Regions from separate parts of the Hermetia illucens genome. Here regions 1 and 3 are each linked to region 2. A link is a contact called in public Hi-C data. All regions are on one chromosome and are shown on one strand. Each heading gives the region's core, a stretch centred on a gene start, on an enhancer-like site or on the middle of the called end of the contact. The rest is flanking DNA. Distances are from core to core; before and after follow the strand shown.

Region 1 (2,700 bases), core at 194-2,693, 220 kb before region 2:
TTACATGCATATTCGAAATTAACACTGATTGATTAAACTAAAGAGGAATAAAATAAAGATCCAAGCAGATGTTTAAGTCTGGTTCCTGATAAGAAATGCTTTCTTCCAAACTTCCACAGTTATGTTGCTGTGCAAACGCGAGATGACATTTCTGCCAAAGGTTCAAGCTCCTTCGGTGAAATCAGATCGAATTCTTGGACAAAATAGTAGAAATGTTTGTAGCATGTATTCACGTGGGCTTCCTAGTGTAGAAAATAGATCAAATTATTAACTATGACATCAAGTGTGCCTAATACTCACCGCTCCTATATTGACAATTCGATCGAAATGATGGATGTAGACATGGACAAATACTCGAAAAAGCCTAGTGAGAATCTTACGGCACAACGGTAAGAAACTCTTGGGAAAGGGGACGTCTGAAAATTTTACAGTATTAACAGAGGAAGGAATAGGAGGCAAATTTTGCTGTACCTGTTGATACGGGAAACACAGCCTCATTATTTATCTGAGATTCAATCCAATCCATTAATAGCTCTATGTATCTGGGCGCTGGGAGGGGGGTTGGCTTTTTGAATCTGTAAAAATACTATTAGCTCTCACAGACCAAAAGTACTCAATAGCTCTCATACGTTTCACCGTCCGCCCAAAGGTATTCATATCTCGATCCACCTGACATAGTCGGACAAACAGTTTCGTTACAATATTCAGATACCGTCCCATAAATAAGATTGATCCGATTGAAAAAGTCTACAACTGGTGTAATCAGATATAAAAACGGATATCAGTACATCAATTTACAGCCACTTGAATAACAAAACTAACCATGCACTGCCATCCAATCATTCATATTCTCACCGGGCGGAAGTTTTACCACCTGCCGTAGATTGATACCTGATTCCAAGCTGGCCTGAGCCTGCTTATGCAAGGAATATCGAATAGTTCCGGCAGTGAATCGTTTCTTTGGTCGAAATGTCTAGAATTGACGATAGAGCCAAGAATATTCAGAGATTAAAGGTATGTTTGTTTACCTTGCCTTTCTGGAAAAACTCCAGAAATCCATTCAGAGCCATTTTTCAAGTGTGGCTTGAGACCTATAGCAGAAGGAGCATATAGTACGCCTGGTCAATAATCCTATTTGGTGTGTACAGCTTTCTTGGTTTATACAGTTTAATCCACTGCCCGACAATATTAAATGCTGAACTTTCATTACTCTTCGTTTTTCAAATGCACTATGTCAGCCGATTGGTCGTCATTTTGCCAATTGAAGTCGCCTTTTCTTGAACTATTGTAAAAATTTAGGCAAAATTCACCAAACACTCCTCCGACTTTGCGACTGTTTGCTGCGTATGGAATATATCGCCATTGGAGCAATCAATGTCACAAACCCTTTGGAAAACTTGTGTTAACAAATCACCGTCTGTCATACTGACATTCGATGAGAGAGCCGACTGGCGGAGTTCCTTGGGAACAGCTGTGTGACTCACAGAAGCGAAAGTGTTCTCTGCTTTACGTAAACGGCAATCAAAATAGAAGAAGCGAGCCCTCTGGCAGGGGAAAAACAATAACCTTTCCCGCAGGCACAAGCGAACTATCGCCTGATATAAAGCAACGGTCCACTAACAATTCTCAACAAAATAGACCCTTGTATAGATATAAAGAAGGACTATTTTCAAAGCATCACAATCTCAATACAAAAGATTGAGAAAAACGATAAAATTTCGCCCAGTCTCCCTATTAAACGTTCCTTTCAAAATTGTCAACACAATAGTTAAGACCAAGATCTCCTACGCTTCACAGAGAGGCAAGTCCACATCACATTGTTTCAATGACTGAAAGAAATTGCTGTAAAAAAAGGCCTGCAAACACCCACGGCTGCCGTTATAGGTCTAGAAAATGCCTTTGAATTAGTTGACCTAAACATCCTCGCAGCTCAGACCAAACTAGAGTCGACGCTCAGTACTCAAACTGGATCACGAACTTCCTCAGATAGATTACGAAATCTCATCTGCAACCAACATGCTAAGATCCATACACAGCAAACTAGTTGCTTCCAACAATAAATTTGTAAAGAAAGCCCTTGGGGTTACTTGCACAACCCACACCCACACTCTCTACGTTCTAGCTAAGTACACGGCAGAACTCCTCGCAGCAAAAGAAATTGCGAAAAGGATCCTCTCCATTGAGAACTTCAAAGAATCACTGGGCACCGTAGCCTACCTCACAAGTACCAGTTATGGACAATGCCACTTTTAACCTTTAATTCACGATCATAGATATTGGCAGAAAAATAACCCGGAAGGCTCCATTTTTGATCTTTATTTTTTTATTTCAATATCAAAGTTGAACAAACTGAACAAATCCTTATCAAACTCAGTATTCATATCTTACAGATTTCAATAAATTAACAAAATATGCAAAAAAAATTTATTAATGAAAAAAAAATGCTCCTACTTCTTCAACAATCTTTGATCTCCCACCCCGTCGCAGCGTTGGAACACTTTATTAAGGAGACAATTAAGATATTTCTCATCATGATCCAATGGTGATCCTTTTGGATTCTCCAACAATATAGTAAATTTCTTCCCGTCGAATTCATAATTATTAAATTTACAAACTGGCACAGCGTGAGCAGCGTTAACATTTTCGACACGTGGTTCGCTTTTCGTAATTCCAGAAGTTTTGCGCACAAGGACAACTTTG
Region 2 (2,700 bases), core at 82-2,581:
ATCATGAAAGATTTTAGAGATAGTTGAAAATGATCTGGAGTAGCTTCAAATTTGTTGTTTTTATTATACATAACAGTACATAGTAAAACATTCTGAAAATAATATTTGTAGATCTCAGCTTTTAGCCGAAAAATAAGATAGTGAATATTTTGGCGCAGTGATGGTCACTCTATCGTTGCATTCATCATACAACCTCGGTTAAAAATCCTTCCATATCCTCTGTAACGATTGCATCAATATTATAAGACGATGCATGCAGCATTATAAGAAAAAGTGAGGCACCTGTTGGAAGAAATAAAGGTAATAAGACGAGAGGAATTCGTTGCAAAAGCATGACATTTACATACCCAATGTCCAAAAGAGAGCCGCTCCAGCTCCTACTAAATATAGGATAGGCGCTGCCATACAGTTAATGATCAGACACTGTTGTGATGTGTTTAACGTTTTCCCAAAAATTGTGAACTGTGTATTAGCCAGTCGAACTTGGTAGCAAGCAAAAAGTACTCCGGCCAAAACAAATAATATCAATGGCGACGTTATTCTAAAAATAGTGACCAGGGGATGGGATTTTTGAATCTTTCCAAAATGCAAGGAAGTCAAAAAAGCAGTTTACTTACAGACAGTATGCCATTAAAATTAGGAACACGCATATGTAATTACTTTGAAAATAACTGAGATTCCGTGTTAATCGATTCATAAGTCGTTGAATACTTGTCGGCTTCTTGAAGTTGTTGACATTAAAAAATTCGGAAACAGGTCGCAGGTCCTTCCGCACTTGTTTAAGTATCTGTCCAATGGATGTTGGCAGTTTCGTTGTTATATTCGAGAAACTAGAATACAAAATAAAGGAGTGATACTATGCTATGAACTATATTATTTTGAGTTTCCGATGTTTTGATATTTAGCAGGACATGCTCCAGAAATCAGTCGTTATCCTGTCTTCACTACTAGTGATTTTCGCCACCAGTTTTTCATATTTCAAACAAATAGAAGCCGGAATGGTTGAGATGAGTTCCGCAGGTAATTCAAATGATTTCCGGATACGTGTGATAACAAACTTGATATCAAGACACAATGATTATATATTCACCTTATTTTTGAATTCGGCTCTGTGGCGCTGCCAATGGCATCCTTAACTGTTGGTCCAGGGACATTCATATTTCCACTAATATCTACGCTAACATCATCCATTTTATGAAAACTTTGAAAATATAAATAATTTGAAAACGCCGGCAGAATCGGCCCCCTAGTCGGTTCTAGATCTACTAGCCTTCAAATAGCTCAGAGTCGACATGTCAGTGCTACGTCAAACAAAACAAAGCTACGCATTCTCTTGTTTAGTAATGACGGAAGGTTTGTTCATGTTTGTGTTGGAATCTATGGGTTACCGGTGTATTCAGATCTATTGCTACTGTATTTAAGTAGATACATTGGAGAGTTTGGTCGTTTTCAATCGATGAAGCTGTTGCTGGAAATAATAATAATAATAATCGTTGGCGCAACAATCCAATTGGATCAGAGCCTTGAAGTGTGTTAGAGCACGTCATTCAAGATCGTAACGGTACAGTATAGGGTAGCAGTACCCTGTAGGAGGCAATGGGGTCAGCATTGCCACTCGCCCGAGATTTATACCCTGATTTAAAGAGAAGATTAGATATAAATTGATATGAATATGCATTGATCTAATGGATCTATTTTCGGTTATATACGGGCTAACAATATATATTATTAACCAAAATAGCAGTGTTGGTAACACTTTCTTGTTTCTCCTCCATACAAGCAATTGCACTTGCAACGAACTGCGAACCCATGATTTGGCTGTCATCCTAGGAAGGGATTTACGATGAAAACAAAATTCAAGTTGCAATAGGAATAACCTTTACATGACGAACCTATTTGAAGGTTCCACTTCTCGATTTTGAAAATAAGTGAAACTTGTCGCTAATCGGTCTAGCTTGGTGTGTTGTGAAAGTTCTGTTGACATAGTTGAAGATTTTTAACATACGTGAAAGTGGACTGCACAAATGTCACAGTGAAAATATAACTATTCTCCCAGTCCGTGAGGAAAGGATATTTTTGAGACGTTGTTTAGCCTTCACCACTGTTGTAATATTTCTCCCTAAGCATTACGTAGCATAATTGTCGTCATTCTATTCGTTTTATCTATTCTGCTGAATCTGAATCATTCTTGCTGTTCTAAGGGTGAAAGCTGGGTCTTTTCTTAAGGCTTAGGTAATGCAATGCTGGAGTGAGGAAAATAAATTTGAATGAAAGCATATAATCTCGATAGCTCGTGAGGTATCACGAGAATTTCAAAATGGATTTGGTTGATATCGATAAAGTCCTAGATGATTTGGAACTGAATGAGGACGAGACGAAGTTCAAAACTCCGGCTAGACATTCCGTCAAAACTAAAGTTTGCCCTGAAGAAACTGAACAACCACAGCCGCAAGTTCAACAGGCATTCGAACCTTTTCCAGTGGTTTCCACAATAGAGGCCAATAACAACAACGAGAAACCCACCAAGTCAAAAAGTTTTGTAAATATAACCAATGTTTTCAGTTGCCTTCATGAATATGTAAACGTTGATATTGAACATATCATCCGCGCCGGAACACCACGTAAACAGGAGCAAGAACTAGGTGATTCTCATCAAGAAACTACACAGATTCCACCCCAAATCCAAGAAAAACAACCTCA
Region 3 (2,700 bases), core at 131-2,630, 150 kb before region 2:
ATGCAGGTATATCTGCTCCTGAACTGAGGGTTGCAGGCGTTTGAGCGCACGTTGCAGTGCTTGTTGTTGAAGTGACCATTGAAACTTCTCCGCTTGTTGATCCTGCTATTGTTGAATTTCCATTTCCTCCGCCACCTCCATCGCTTACTATATCATACTTGCTTGCAGTCATTGTAGGATTGGCTGAAATAGAGGAAGCATGCACTCGTCGTGCGCTGACACTTTTATTTCCCTTCTTCGCAATTTTGGTAGTGCTATTGGAAGCTAATGTTTTAAGCCAGACTGTGTTTTTGTTTTGTAGGAGGCTCGTTTGTTTGATTGCGAAGTCCAGACTCAACTATTTCTGCCTTAGTTGTTGCAGTAAGACAAGTGAAGTCAAATACGCCGGAATAAAGCTCTAATGTAGCTCACACGATTATTAGATTTTTACTAAATATTTTGATTGCCTCGACTGATTTCCGAGCGGTTTTGCTTCACTTTGTCATAGCCAAGCAAGGTTTGATGCGCAAATATATGTCTGCCTCTGATATTAGATAATAACCATGAAACTCACATCCATTTAGATCTCACTAATTCTATCTTATAACGTGAAATTTCAAAGAAAACACACAAATAGATTACACCATCAATAAAGTTTATTACTATTACTTTGATGTCTACCTTGACAGATACACGGAATATCGACGCTAGAGTTCGGGAATTATGTTATTCTCTTTTATTCACGCATATATATATATATAATATAGAAGCGCCATCTATTGAAAGTTCCGTTATCTTGTGTTTTGTAGAAATCTAACGATTAAATTTGATCCAACCAATTTCAGATGGTAATGAACGACAATTAGCATAAATATTCTTACTGATATCTGGAAGCCGGACCATAGAAACCTGCATTTATCATTTGAAATAATTAAGAATGGGTATCTGAGTCTAATCAGGATACTAATCCCGGGCGAGCGAAATGCTGACCAAATTGCCTCCTATAGGATACTGTTACGGTCTTGAATGAATTGCTCTAACACACTTCAAGGCCCTAATCTAAATGGATTGTTGCGCCAACAATTATTTTTAATTATTCTTGTTTTTCTTCAGCCTTTGTCTCGTTCACAAGCGGGGTTAGCTCGTCGTGATGGGTTTCCCCATTTGGTTGCATATATCGATATTTCGAGAAACACTTGTTCCCTTCATCAGTGCTACAAGCACAAACACCATGAGATTCCACTTAGCTGCATCGTTTGTTGTTTTATGGAGTCTTGCATTGTCTGTTGTTTCATGGAGTCAGATGTCATTATGCGTCTAAGTTCAACAATTGAACGTATTCACTTTATCTCTTAAGCGATACTAGCGCCATAAAAGAGGAATACACTGTTATTAATGGGAACATCATACTATTAGTTGTCAGATTGCAGCGGAGGTGCGCCTTTCCGACAAGGTATCCTATGTTTATCAATCCTTGTGACATTTGGTGGTCGTTTCCGTTTAGATTTTTTTGAAGAATTAATCTATATAACATTCGTGGACAGTTCTCTCCAAAGCGGTTTATTCACCCCCGGGCCAATATCTATAAATGGGATATTAATCTTTTTCCTAATAAAATTAAATCTAACCAAAAGTTGAAGATCTAAGCGATTTCTATCTGGGAAAAAGATAAGAGTTTCCGTACTAAAATTCGATTATATCCTCGTGGTCGTGTGCATCCTTCCTAATAAGTGAAGATTGCGAACTGGCCAAAGAGGTATCAACAAAATGTCTGCTGAGGACTGTAGGCATTTTGTCAAGTGTTTTCTGGCGTGGCTAAAGAAGCAAGTGAATGAACGCGATTTCGGTTCAGATGTCGTGGAAAGTATAGAGGTAGCCACACAATGCCTAGAGGCTGCTTACGATATTACAAGTGATGCTGAGGGTACAGATGAATCGGGGCAAGGTGCAACTGATGGTGCTGGAAAAATAAGAAAATATCCTGATGTTGATTTATTCGATATGTTTCAGTCAACATGTGTTGACGTTTTGCCAGATCGTAAGGAACGCGCTGAAGAAATTAAAAATGAAGGAAATCGTCTCATGAAGGAGAGTAAATTCAATGAAGCTTTACTGGCGTACAATAAGTATGTGTATCCAGAGTCGGTGCGGACGTTTTTACTGATAATACAATTTTCTACACTTTCTAGGGCAATTAACTTAGATGCCACGAATGCTACGTTCTATTGTAATCGTGCAGCGGCTTACATACGTCTCAGCGAATATGAAAAAGCAATTTCTGATTGTAAACTAGCTTTAGTGTACAATCCTCAATACGGAAAAGCTTACGGAAGGATGGGGTAATCACTATACTATTTCCTGGCCTGTTTCAGATAATCGACTGCAGCTTCTACAGTCGAACCTGACTAACTCGAAATCGAAGGGACCAACAAAAAACTGTGAATTATTCAAAATGGGAGTAGAAAATTCAAGGGACCAAGAGAAAGGCTCGAATTGTCCACGAGTTCGAATTATCCAGGTTCCACTGTATTACCTAAAAGATAGGGTCTTGGCCACAAATCAGACAAATCCTATTTTCACGCTTGTAAAACCGTGTCCTCTCCTAAAACACGAACATTTTCAAAATGGTCTGCGCATGTTTACTAACATGCCGATCTGCTTCATTCTTGCTTCTTCAAACCCCTTTTGAATTTTTTCCATGTCATTCTAGAATTGCTTATT

What was found. A called contact is a pair of places that touch in the nucleus more often than the background predicts.
Region 1: a Hi-C map of an unstated tissue shows a contact between it and region 2, with 5 times the contacts expected there. The contact joins the promoter of LOC119661050 here to the promoter of LOC119660761 in region 2. A contact is called at or near these places in 2 of 2 Hi-C or Micro-C datasets (an unstated tissue and whole body).
Region 3: a Hi-C map of an unstated tissue shows a contact between it and region 2, with 3 times the contacts expected there. The contact joins the promoter of LOC119660754 here to the promoter of LOC119660761 in region 2. A contact is called at or near these places in 2 of 2 Hi-C or Micro-C datasets (an unstated tissue and whole body).

Annotation. Positions count from the first base shown.
Region 1 is chr7:14,045,816-14,048,515 of iHerIll2.2.curated.20191125, reverse strand. It overlaps LOC119661050 (MOB kinase activator-like 3), which reads right to left and starts at 1,443. Exons shown (of 6, transcript XM_038070253.1): 1 at 1,029-1,443; 2 at 823-973; 3 at 630-753; 4 at 472-575; 5 at 301-416; 6 at 1-242. The coding sequence starts at 1,070. The coding sequence ends at 120. It overlaps LOC119661041 (isoleucine--tRNA ligase, cytoplasmic), which reads right to left. Exons shown (of 3, transcript XM_038070232.1): 3 at 2,302-2,700. The coding sequence ends at 2,448.
Region 2 is chr7:13,825,781-13,828,480 of iHerIll2.2.curated.20191125, reverse strand. LOC119660761 (prenylated Rab acceptor protein 1) reads right to left here and starts at 1,331. Exons shown (of 4, transcript XM_038069527.1): 1 at 1,091-1,331; 2 at 618-830; 3 at 348-541; 4 at 41-282. The coding sequence starts at 1,191. The coding sequence ends at 185. LOC119660738 (zinc finger FYVE domain-containing protein 9) reads left to right here and starts at 1,447. Exons shown (of 9, transcript XM_038069438.1): 1 at 1,447-2,700. The coding sequence starts at 2,318.
Region 3 is chr7:13,976,312-13,979,011 of iHerIll2.2.curated.20191125, reverse strand. It overlaps LOC119660754 (small glutamine-rich tetratricopeptide repeat-containing protein beta), which reads left to right and starts at 1,380. Exons shown (of 4, transcript XM_038069516.1): 1 at 1,380-2,105; 2 at 2,169-2,318; 3 at 2,690-2,700. The coding sequence starts at 1,747. It overlaps LOC119660746 (mesoderm induction early response protein 1), which reads right to left and starts at 951. Exons shown (of 5, transcript XM_038069474.1): 1 at 554-951; 2 at 1-183. The coding sequence starts at 172.